3 separate regions of the Sus scrofa genome follow, and all the other regions are linked to region 2. The links are chromatin contacts, called in public Hi-C maps. All regions are on one chromosome and are shown on one strand. The core of a region is the stretch at or near the end of the contact, and the rest is flanking DNA. Distances in the headings are between cores, read along the strand shown.

The links. Hi-C and Micro-C count contacts between places; a contact is called where the count stands out from the background.
Region 1: a Hi-C map of heart right ventricle shows a contact between it and region 2, with 6 times the contacts expected there. The contact joins the promoter of RFWD2 here to the promoter of CACYBP in region 2. A contact is called at or near these places in 1 of 47 Hi-C or Micro-C datasets (heart right ventricle) and 1 of 2 datasets of contacts at active chromatin or transcription factors (alveolar macrophages).
Region 3: a Hi-C map of subcutaneous adipose tissue shows a contact between it and region 2, with 1.7 times the contacts expected there. The contact joins the promoter of PRDX6 here to the promoter of CACYBP in region 2. A contact is called at or near these places in 1 of 5 promoter capture datasets (fetal liver), 3 of 47 Hi-C or Micro-C datasets (liver, skeletal muscle and subcutaneous adipose tissue) and 2 of 2 datasets of contacts at active chromatin or transcription factors (alveolar macrophages and skeletal muscle).

Annotation. Positions count from the first base shown.
Region 1 is chr9:118,112,847-118,116,178 of Sscrofa11.1, forward strand. It overlaps RFWD2 (E3 ubiquitin-protein ligase RFWD2), which reads right to left and starts at 1,422. Exons shown (of 20, transcript XM_021063674.1): 1 at 754-1,422. The coding sequence starts at 1,157.
Region 2 is chr9:117,060,828-117,064,329 of Sscrofa11.1, forward strand. CACYBP (calcyclin-binding protein) reads left to right here and starts at 1,476. Exons shown (of 6, transcript XM_013989620.2): 1 at 1,476-3,127.
Region 3 is chr9:115,855,823-115,859,165 of Sscrofa11.1, forward strand. It overlaps PRDX6 (peroxiredoxin 6), which reads left to right and starts at 1,807. Exons shown (of 5, transcript NM_214408.1): 1 at 1,807-1,981. The coding sequence starts at 1,887. It also overlaps a transcript of TNFSF4 not described here.

The DNA of each region.
Region 1 (3,332 bases), core at 172-2,671, 1.1 Mb after region 2:
AGTGTTTCTCAAATCCGAAGTTTCAGTATACTCTAATGTGTTAATACAAATGTAATACAGTTGCATCTGACACACGAATGACAAATATAAATGTGGTCCCCTCTTTCAAGACGTTCAGCTGAGAGGTGGAATTCTTTGGTGAACAGACTTCCTTGACTACAGGAGCGTCAACAACAGATTTAAAAGTGACCCAGCCTCTGAAGTGGGAGGAGATATTTACACGGACACACGATGGATATTTACATCAAATACTACTTCCCTTTAAACATCCATGTTTAGAGTACCATCCACCATACTTCCAATAAGAAAATTTTGACCACCAACTCCCTCCCTCAGCATCCCGGGAACCTTAAGCCTCTCTCTCTGTACAAGTTTTAATTAACCTCAACGAGCAATCCGGACTGACAGGGTGCCTAATTCCTCAGATAGCCAGAAAACGCAAGGCCCAACCTCCGTGCCCAACTTTCTCCTTTTCTGTACAGCAATTTATTTGACCTTCCATCGCTCCCCTTATTTATTACTCCCTAAACTCCCTCCACTTCTCCCCACCAGCATCGACGTCTTTAATACCTCCATCCTGCCATCCTGCCTCGGGACTCCCCCACCTCTCCTCACCAACCCCTGCAAACGCTCGGATCCCTCTGCAGACACCGCCACAGAGCCCAACACACCGCCCTCACCCCGGACCCCAGCCGCCCCAACAGCAGAAAGTCCTAAGGTAGAGAGAGGCAGAAGGCTGCTCGTCCAACGCACCAGACGAAGTCGTTGCTTTTGTCCTCATAGGAGTTGATGAGCCCGTTGCACAGGGGGGCGAGCAGAGGTCGCTTCCTGCTGCCGCTGCCTAGGCTGGAGCTGCTCCCTCCTACGCCAGCGCTGGGCCTGGCGGCGCAGCTCAGCCGGGACAGGCCCGCGGACACCGCCCCGGCGCTGCCGGACACGGCGGCCGCCACCAGCACAGGCCGCACCGGGCCCCCGAGGCCGCCAGAGCCCGCGGCCTGGGCCGCCCCGCCGGACCCCAGCGCCGCCGCCGAAGCTGCCAAGGAAGGGGGCGACGGGGAAGAGGATAAGGACGAGGAGGCGGAAGTCACCGAGGAGGCCGCCGAGGAGCCAGGGCTGGTCCCTGCGGAGCCCGAACCGACCTGGCGGCTCCCAGACATCGTGACTCCCTCCCCTCCGGACGGGCGCTCGGAGGAGAGGGACCTGCCGCCGCCTCCCTCCCCTCCGCCTCAGCGCATCCTGAGGACGAGCGACGCGCCGGGAGGTGGGGCTGAGAAACAATAAAGTTGATTTTTGTTAGGCAACCACACAGCAGCGTCCGGCGGGAGGGGGCGGAGGGAACTATTAAAGCAGAGCAGGAACCACTACCGCTCTCGAGGCCGCCGCCGCCGCCGCGATCACCGCCGCAGCCAACCCGGGCGCGCCGTGGGCCGGCCGTGCGCGCGCGCGAGCGGCGGAAGGGGCGGGAGCGGCGGGGGATACAACTTTAGACGCGCCCGCTGCCGGGGCGGTGCTCAGACACGCACGGCGCTCAGACACGCACAGCGCTCCCTGGGCGACGGCGGCCTAGCAACGACCGCTGCCCTCATCGAGAGCTGGTTTCCTTCGTGACGCGCCCGAGGGCAGGGCTGTCTTAAGGGGTGAAAGGGCTGCGGAGAGAGAGGAATGGATGGCAGTGGTGGCCGAGCGGTTTGGCGGAGGGGGAAGATGAGGAGCGCTCCAAAAGCGACTGCGCAGGCGCACCCTGGGCTCCGACCCTCGCAGGTTACCCAGGGTCCCAGCTCCAGGGGAAGAGGAGCGGCGCTGGCGGTGAGTCGCTGCACCACGCATGCGTGGCAGCGAGCCGCATTCCTGAACGTGGGCAGGGAGCGGTCGCTGCTGACTGGAAGGCGGCAGTGTGACCCAGTAGCTATGGCACAGCAGGTGCTTCCGAATCCGGGATTGGAGGCTCTGAAGCCTAGGACACACAGAAGGAACCTAGAAGCTCTGAGCAGTTGAAAAGAGCAGTGGACTAAGAGTCAAGGACTCTGGGCTATGCTTTAACCATTCCATAGTTTTGAAGTCAGTGAATAGTGCTTCGTAAATTACAAACATTATGGAAAGTTTATGGGTTCGACTATGATCTCTTGGATTTTGAAAAGTTATTTACCAAGTTAAGTATAAACATGAAAAAGCAAATTGTATTTAATCGGAACACAACTCGGTTAAAGCCCACATCTAACGTGGATTTGATGTGATTTCTATCACAAAACAAGGAAACCTAGCAGTTAATACCACCAGAAGATGCGATTTCTGGTAGGCTTTTTCGAATACTGAAAGTTGATTTCAGTTTTTCATTTGCCACTTTGAAACTCCCTAAGATTCTGGGAGATATAAATTAGAAACAACTAAACTGGAATTTTCGGTATCCCTTCCAACTCTATTATCTTGTGATTCTTAGAGGGAAAGATCTCTGATTTAATTCTGTCCTGGGTATTGAAGACTATAGTGCAACTATATGCACCTTTCCCTAGGAACACCTGTCCATGCTGAAGGGACAGCGCCAGAGAAGGCTGAGCCATTTACCTGGCAGTGAACTTGCATAAAGGTGCGAACCTACTGAGGACTGCCTTAGCCGCTCACCTGGAATTCCCAGCTCAAGTTTCTGCTCAGAATAATGATAGGTATGAGCATATCAGATTTCCAAGAACCATCTCCCTTTTATGAGCATTGCATTTTCCAACTTTGTTTAAATTCACTTTCAAGAGCCAACTGATGTGAAGCTTTACTGACTCCTAGGCAGGAAGAGTTGCACCCTCATTTCTGCTCCTAGAATATTTTGTTTGCACATATAATGTATTTTAGTGGTGTATATGTTTGTCTTCCACTAGCCTATCAGCTTCAGCTTTGTGCTCCTAACATGTAACACAATACTTGACCTATGATAAGTGCCTGTAGGGGTAAAAGAGTTTATATGGGGGAGCCATACTTTAAAGAGCCTCTAATCTACTTTGAAAAATAGCCTACAAGCAGCTGGAAACAATGAAGGCATTAAGTGGGGGTAAAATACTTTCACAATGGTGTTTTGAAGATTAAATGTTCAGAATAATCTTTGAGCAGAGGTGGGAGATTAGGAGCAAAGAAACGAATTAGGAGAAAATTATAACAGTCTAAGCATAGGTGATTAGATTCTAGATTAGGGTGCTGACAAGGTAGGTAAAGGAGTATTTCTGGAAACACACACACACACACACATGCAAAAGAGTCTACAGCATTAAGTTATTCTCTGTAAAAGAATACAATCCTTTAGGACATGACCTATGTCTGTCATCATAGGCTTTCCTAGTGATTGATAC
Region 2 (3,502 bases), core at 226-2,725:
AGATTGTAAAATTAGTTTGTGGCCCAAACCCAGACTACAGACATCTTTTGTTTGGTCCATGTTGTAGTTAAAACAATGAGAAATTTTACATCAAAAGTAAATTATTCAGAAAATATCTACTGAATTTGACAGGAGGTCATGAGTAGTCTTGACATAATAGTAAGTGGAACTCACTGTTCACTACTGATTAAAGGTCCTACACTTAGTGAAGTTACTTGTTAACTTGTAGATTTTTGTTCAGTAGTGTGCAAATCCCTATTTTCCTTCCAGAGGAACACATAACTCCAAAGGCCATATGTAGTTTACTACACCATAGGACATTAACCAGCTTATGTCTAACTTTGAAAATGTACACTAACATTCCATTGTTAAATTGCCCATAAGTACTCAGCTATGCAAATGCACTTTTTGATAGTTTTAACAACTTATTGATTCTATCATTAACCAATGAGTTGTATGAAATAGCAAAGCTCATTTTATATTTGCCTGAGAATCTTGATTTCACCTTTTTGAAATTACACTTTAACAAAACTTTTGATTACTGTCAAAAGGGCACTCAAAGCACAATCTTTTAATAATTCACTTACAAGGAAGTTCAGGCTGCAGAAAGATGAACTCACCAAACAGAAATTACAATATTTATAGGAAAAAACTATACAATTTCCAAGTATAGACTCTGTAAGTAGTTTGTTCCTGCTGAGAAACAGTAATTCTCACTATTATCCATACTTTTATTAGACATTAGCATTGCAAAAGTCAGAGATAAAGTGTGTTTGATTTTTAAGGAGTCTAATTTTATAGGAAAAGCTCAGGTTCAGAGTTTCATTGGGGAACTAGAACTAGACACAATGAACTGATGTGTATGTTGATGATGTTGGTTTTTGTTTGTTTTTGTTGTTTTTTTATCTATCTCAGGATACAAAGTTTTTGTTTTTGCTTTGAGATCCCATGTACCCAATTACTCGTAATGGCAGCAGAGCAAGGAGTCAGTTTTGCTTCTACATGATAGATGTATGGACAATTATAGTATACATCTGGAGAGAAGCAGAATTTTGTTTTGTTGACTCCTAAGAATGGGAATTCTGAGGTGTTTTAAATGCGGGCAGAAAGGGAAGACAGACAAAGCCAAGTGACGATCTGGTGGGAAACCATTCCAGAGAGAAAGCAAAGTTTACATGCAGAACCAGAGGTAAGAAGAAACTCAGTGGATTCAAGGAATGACAAAAATACCAGTGTTTAAACCAGGGAGAGGGGAGAGTGGTGAGAGATGAATTCCATGAGATGGGAAATTTATAAAAGGTGAGATATAAAATCATGTAGAACATCCTGGGTTATAGTGAGGAGTCTGGACTTTATTCTATACAATTGTGAAGGTTATTCTGGCTGCCCTGTGGAAAACTGTGGAGAAGGAGAGAAACCAGTTAAGAGGATAAAAATCCAGACAAAATAATGACACCTTAGTCTCAGTTGGTAGCAGTGGAGATTATGAGAAGTAGTTTTATTACCAACATACTTTGAAGATAAAACCAAGACTTGCCAGAAGATGGGATGTAGGACCTGAAACTGAAGACTCAAGTATGACTTCTTGGCCTGAGCAATTAAGAGAATGAGGTGGCCATTCACAGAGCTAGCAAATCATTGTAAGAATTGCAATGAGGTGTGAGGACGAGAAATTGAGAGGCGTTTTTTTACACAAGCTGAGTTGGACCTGCTTATGAGACATCCACGCAGAGACCGTCTGGATTTCCGAAGAGTGGTGGGAATGAACATATAGGTGGTGTTTAAAACTTGTGACTTTAGGATATCTGAGGGGTGGAGTTGCTCCAGGTGCATAATCAAGCAAATTTTTACCACTGCATTAGGTCAAATTTTCACATAGTGCAATGGGATATCTGTTCCTATTTAAGTGCCTAAATAATTCCAAGCTTCCAGTTAGACACTTTTTAAAAAAAACCTGAAGTATAAATAAAATGCACAGATCTTTGGAGTTCAGTCCTACGAATCTTGACGATTGTTATCGGTATTACATTTCTACCAGGAAAATTACCTCTTGGGCCTACTTAAATATAACTTTTAGTTAAAAATAACATACACAAGAAACTGCACAGAAGGACGCTCAATGAAATTTCTACACAGTGAACACATCTGTAACCAGGGCTCAAATCAAGAAAAAAAAATTAGCCGAATCTCAAAAGCCCCCTCGTGGCTTCTTTCTGTCACTGTCTTCCCAAACACAACCTGATTTTCAGTCTCACAGCTTTAGATTTTGTTTAAATGGAATCAAACGATATGAACTTCTCTAGTTCTAGCATCTTTTCCTTAACGTCCATAAGTTGTGTGCAAAAGTAATTTGTTTTTGTATTGTACTTCTGATTCTTTATTGAGATAATGGCCCTGCATTTTTCTGTACTTTTTTCCTTCTGTGACTTGCGGATCATCTTTACCTTGGGGTTGATAAAGCCGAGTGTGGGTTATTTGACATCTCAGGGGTAACCGTCTACATTCTCAACCGTGTTTCAGACGTTTTGAGGTCCCCAAAGGCTAAAATAATCTATCTGAAAAGTGAGTTTTTCAAGGGCCTTACTAAGCCGGGCTGCAGGAGTCAGAACCGGAGCAGAATGCAGCCTCAGGAAATCTTAGCTCACATTTTCTTTGACATTAATAGGCTCACTGAAATCGAATCCAAATCTGGTGACTGGTCGATGAAGGAAGCAAACTCAGCCACCCCGGGAGGCGCCCAGCATATTAGGAAGCTTACTCCGCTTCGGAGCCGCCACTGGGTCCCGCCACACGGCCAACGCAACCCCACCTCCTACTGCGACCGGTGATGACGCCACCACGTCGTATACGCTGAATCCTGACGTCCCCAGAGCGCCAGAACCCAGTGAAAACACAACCGTTCCCCTCAGGATCCTGCGCACTTAATGTCCTCGTTTTTTCCCGTTTTAGCACACGTAGGCTCGCCTTTATCCCTTTTTTCGTCCTTTACTCGCATACGTTCACAGTCTTAGACAAGATGGCCGACGAAGTGGCCCCGGGTCCTAGAGCGCACCGAACCACTCGACTGCCTAGTCAACTTCCGGTTTAGGCCCCGAAGATTGGTGCGTTATTTCCGGGGTGGTTTAAGGTAAGCAGAAGCGGCGGTTTCGAGCTGCGACTGCGCAGTCGGCGCGATGGGGGTCAAAGTAAATTACGTACAGTTGCCCAGGCGGGAAGGAAGAGGCGTTACTCTTCTCGAACTGCCGGTTTGATCGCGAGAGTTGAGCCGTTGCTACGGGGCGAGGTGGGCGGGGCGGGGCCAGGATAGGCAGGGCGGGGCCAAGCCCTATAGGCGGTGCTGGAGCGGGGTGGGCCTTCGGCGACGGACTCGCGAAGGTTCCAGAGGCGCCGCGTGCCGGAGGCCGGCTGCTCTCCCGTTCAGAGTCGGGCGTGTTCTCAGGCCGCGGCCACGGCCACTGCGACTCGTGTCCGTGCGATCTGCGCTTGGAATCAGCGCGCTCGT
Region 3 (3,343 bases), core at 557-3,056, 1.2 Mb before region 2:
ATCTCTGGAATTGTAAATTCTAACAGACATTTATCTTATTTTATTATTAAATTATTGCTTAATATATAACAGTTTTACAATTATGCCTTTTATAGAGATCTATAATGTTTCTGTGTTCTTTCTCCATAATTTTGGCATATCTGCATTTTCTAGCCTATCTCCACAACATTGTTAATAGCCTTAAATTCAAATTACCTTCCTTTTCCTCTTCTCTTTCACCCCTACAAAAGGAATTAAAGCATAGAGCTTTTAAAACCAAAGCTTGGAGTCAAACTGGTTTACAGATTAAATTATAGTAGCTTCACAGAGTTTTCTAAAATGGCTAAGAAATTTTACCAGTAATCTTACAAGTCCTTGTACAGGAGAACTGAGCAAATATGATTGGCACGCATACACACGAAAACATCACTCCACTGAAAACTGAAATCTTAGTATGTGAGTCATTTTTCTTCACACTGCCATGTGCCTTCTCTAAGTCTGGGGACCACCATCCAGAGAATTTTTGGTAATTTTGGTCCATCTTCTCCACCCAAACTCCATCAGCATTTACGCTAGGTTTTTATCATAACTGTACATACCTCTGCCTTCCTTGTAAAACCATATCTCTCCTCTGTTATCAGCAGGCCTAGCACAATGCCTAGCACATAGTCGGCAACGCAAGGGTTATTGCATAAACTACTATCATCATCCAAATAATAGCTACTGTTGCCAGAGAACTTACTATGTAAATTAAGATGATTGTGGAAACGGATGCAGCTGACAATGGTAACCACTTATAGTTTACCTACATTAACCCAGAGGCTTTCTCAGACCAGACTATCCAATTCAAGATGCACCCCAGTCACCCTGTGGCACATAACCTTACTTTCTCTGAATAGGATTTACTACTGTTTAACATATTCTTGTTTAATTACGCCTCCCTCACTATAATGAAAGCTCCAAGAATACAGTCATTTTGTCTACCTTGTGCTTGGCACACAGAAAGCAAAGAAATGAATCTAAACTTCCCACTTTCTTGGGTGGAAGAGTTGACTTGCACACAATAGACCACAACAAATATGTTTTTAAATTTAGATTTAGATTTCAGGATAACTGTGTTGAATAGCTTATGATTCATAGTGAACTCTGGGAGTGGAATAAAAATAAAACTTTGTTCTCATTCCCCCAAGCACTTACTGACATAGGTGCTGGCATTTTTGCTGCAACAAGAAAGCCACTTCCTCTGACGTAAGGTGCCCCACATGTCTGGGTCTTGCCACATTCTCAGATACAGAAATCAGGATGGCTAGGCTGGCTGGGGCGGTCAGGATTCCAGACGCTCACACTAAGAGAGCAGGGAGTGGAGGGGTCGCGGGACCCCTCTGCTGGGAGTCGACCGTGAATGGGTGTCAGGAGGGTCTCCGCGGATTCTTGCGGCTCCGCAGGGCCGCTCTCAGCCTTGGGGCTCCCCTTCCTATTGCGTTCCGCTTCCTTTACCTCCAATGCCCAGAACGCACCCCCAAGATTCCAGAGGGCGACGTCATTGAGTCCCCTGTCACGTGAGGGATCCTGGCAGGTTAGAGGCCTGGCGAGGTGTTGGACCGCGCCCAGGGCTGTTCTGTCCCAGCCCTGCTTCAGACTACCGCCAGTTCCGGCCTCTCCTACCGCGCCCGCCAGCGTGGGCCCCGCCCACCCCGCCAAGGCCTGGCCCCGCCCCTCCCGCCCGCCGCGGCCCCGCCCATCTTGGCTGTGCTTTGGTCCCGCCCACCTTGCTCCCTCCTGTCCCGTCCCGCCCCGCCCCTTGAAGCCCCATTTATTCCTCCCCGCAACACCTACAAGGCTAGAACCAGCCATCCGTTAGCTGTCGCTGCTGGGCTTCTTCATCTTCCCGCGTCACTGCTGCCGCCATGCCCGGAGGTCTGCTTCTCGGGGACGAGGCTCCCAACTTCGAAGCCAATACTACCATCGGCCGCATCCGTTTCCACGACTTTCTGGGAGACTCGTAAGTGGCCAGTTTGTCGCCCTGCCCTGGGTTACGCCCGGACTCGGAGGTGCCTTCCCCTTTTTCTCCCTTCCGTCCTCCACCGCTTGCCGCCCGCCTCCTCCCGGCACCGGTTCCTGCACGTGCCTTTCCTATGTGCCCTGCCCCGCGGCGACAGATCGCCGCTGAGAGGAGGCGACCCTCTGGTCAGCCATGCGCCCGCCACTTGATCCTCTCCAGCCTCCCGGCCCCCGCATGGCTGGGCTGGCTTTAGAGAGGGGGAGGGGAACAAAATCAGGTCCTGGGAACTGCAGGCCAGTGCAGAGGAGGGTTTGTTGTCTATTTAATTCTGTCTTCTAAACTCTGCAAGTAGCGTGGTTCAGCCGAAACAGGGAGGAGGCAGGAGCCGAGCCTCATCTGCGGTCAGTTCCTGGGACTTGTGCCCAGGGTCTCACCTCCCTCCTTCGGTTCTGGAATTTGCTCCCTGGGGAAAGTGGGTGTCCAAGGCCAAAGTCAGAGGACACTGCTGCTGGCTGAAGGTTCAGGAAGGGCCCAGCGTGTTATCTGAGGGTTCTGCTTGCTGCAGTGGTATTTGCACAAAAAATTTGAAACCACTAGCTTGCCAAGTAAGTAGCTGAAAGACTTTTTACCCTGATCCTGCTCCAGTGGCCACAATATGATTTGATAACAGCTTTGGGAGGATCCCAGAACACTCTGTGTGTGGGTGTGTCCTTCACTCCAGAACCTGCAACACCTTGAGGCAAGGGCTTCCTGAGGTCGTTCAGTTGCAGTGATCCATGGCAGGCACCGGAGCACCCCACCTCCCCAGTTGTAGACCCTTTTGTTTCATAGCTGCGTGCCTCTCACTGCCCCCTCCCCCATCTGCCATGCTTCCAGCAGCACGTAGCCTTGCCGAATCGCTGACCCATGATCTAGCCTGGCAATCATACCACTATGACTTGGAGTACATGGGTGTAACCGTGGTTTTACAGCTCCTGAATAAGCAAACTTTAAGTTTATTACATTTAACATGAAACGGCCCAGATGTGTCTAGTTATGTTTCTGGAGTTCCAGTGGCCCCACTACACTGTGGTCCAAGGCTTTATGACCTTTGCTTTGTACCCTTTTTATATAGTGTCCAGGTATATGTAGTATATACAGAGGGCAAAGTTTATGAGATTAATCAGTGCTTGGACAGACCCATGCAGAGCACCTGGGAGAGATTCTTAAACTTAGTCCTAACCACCCCCCTTTTAAATTCCTTAAATCCATTTTCCAGCCACTGATTAAGGGAAAAGCTAAGTTTTTTGAAAGAGAACTAGGCTAGAAAAAGGATGAGAAATGGAACATTCAGACCTTAAAGACAGGGAAGGGCTTCGGAAA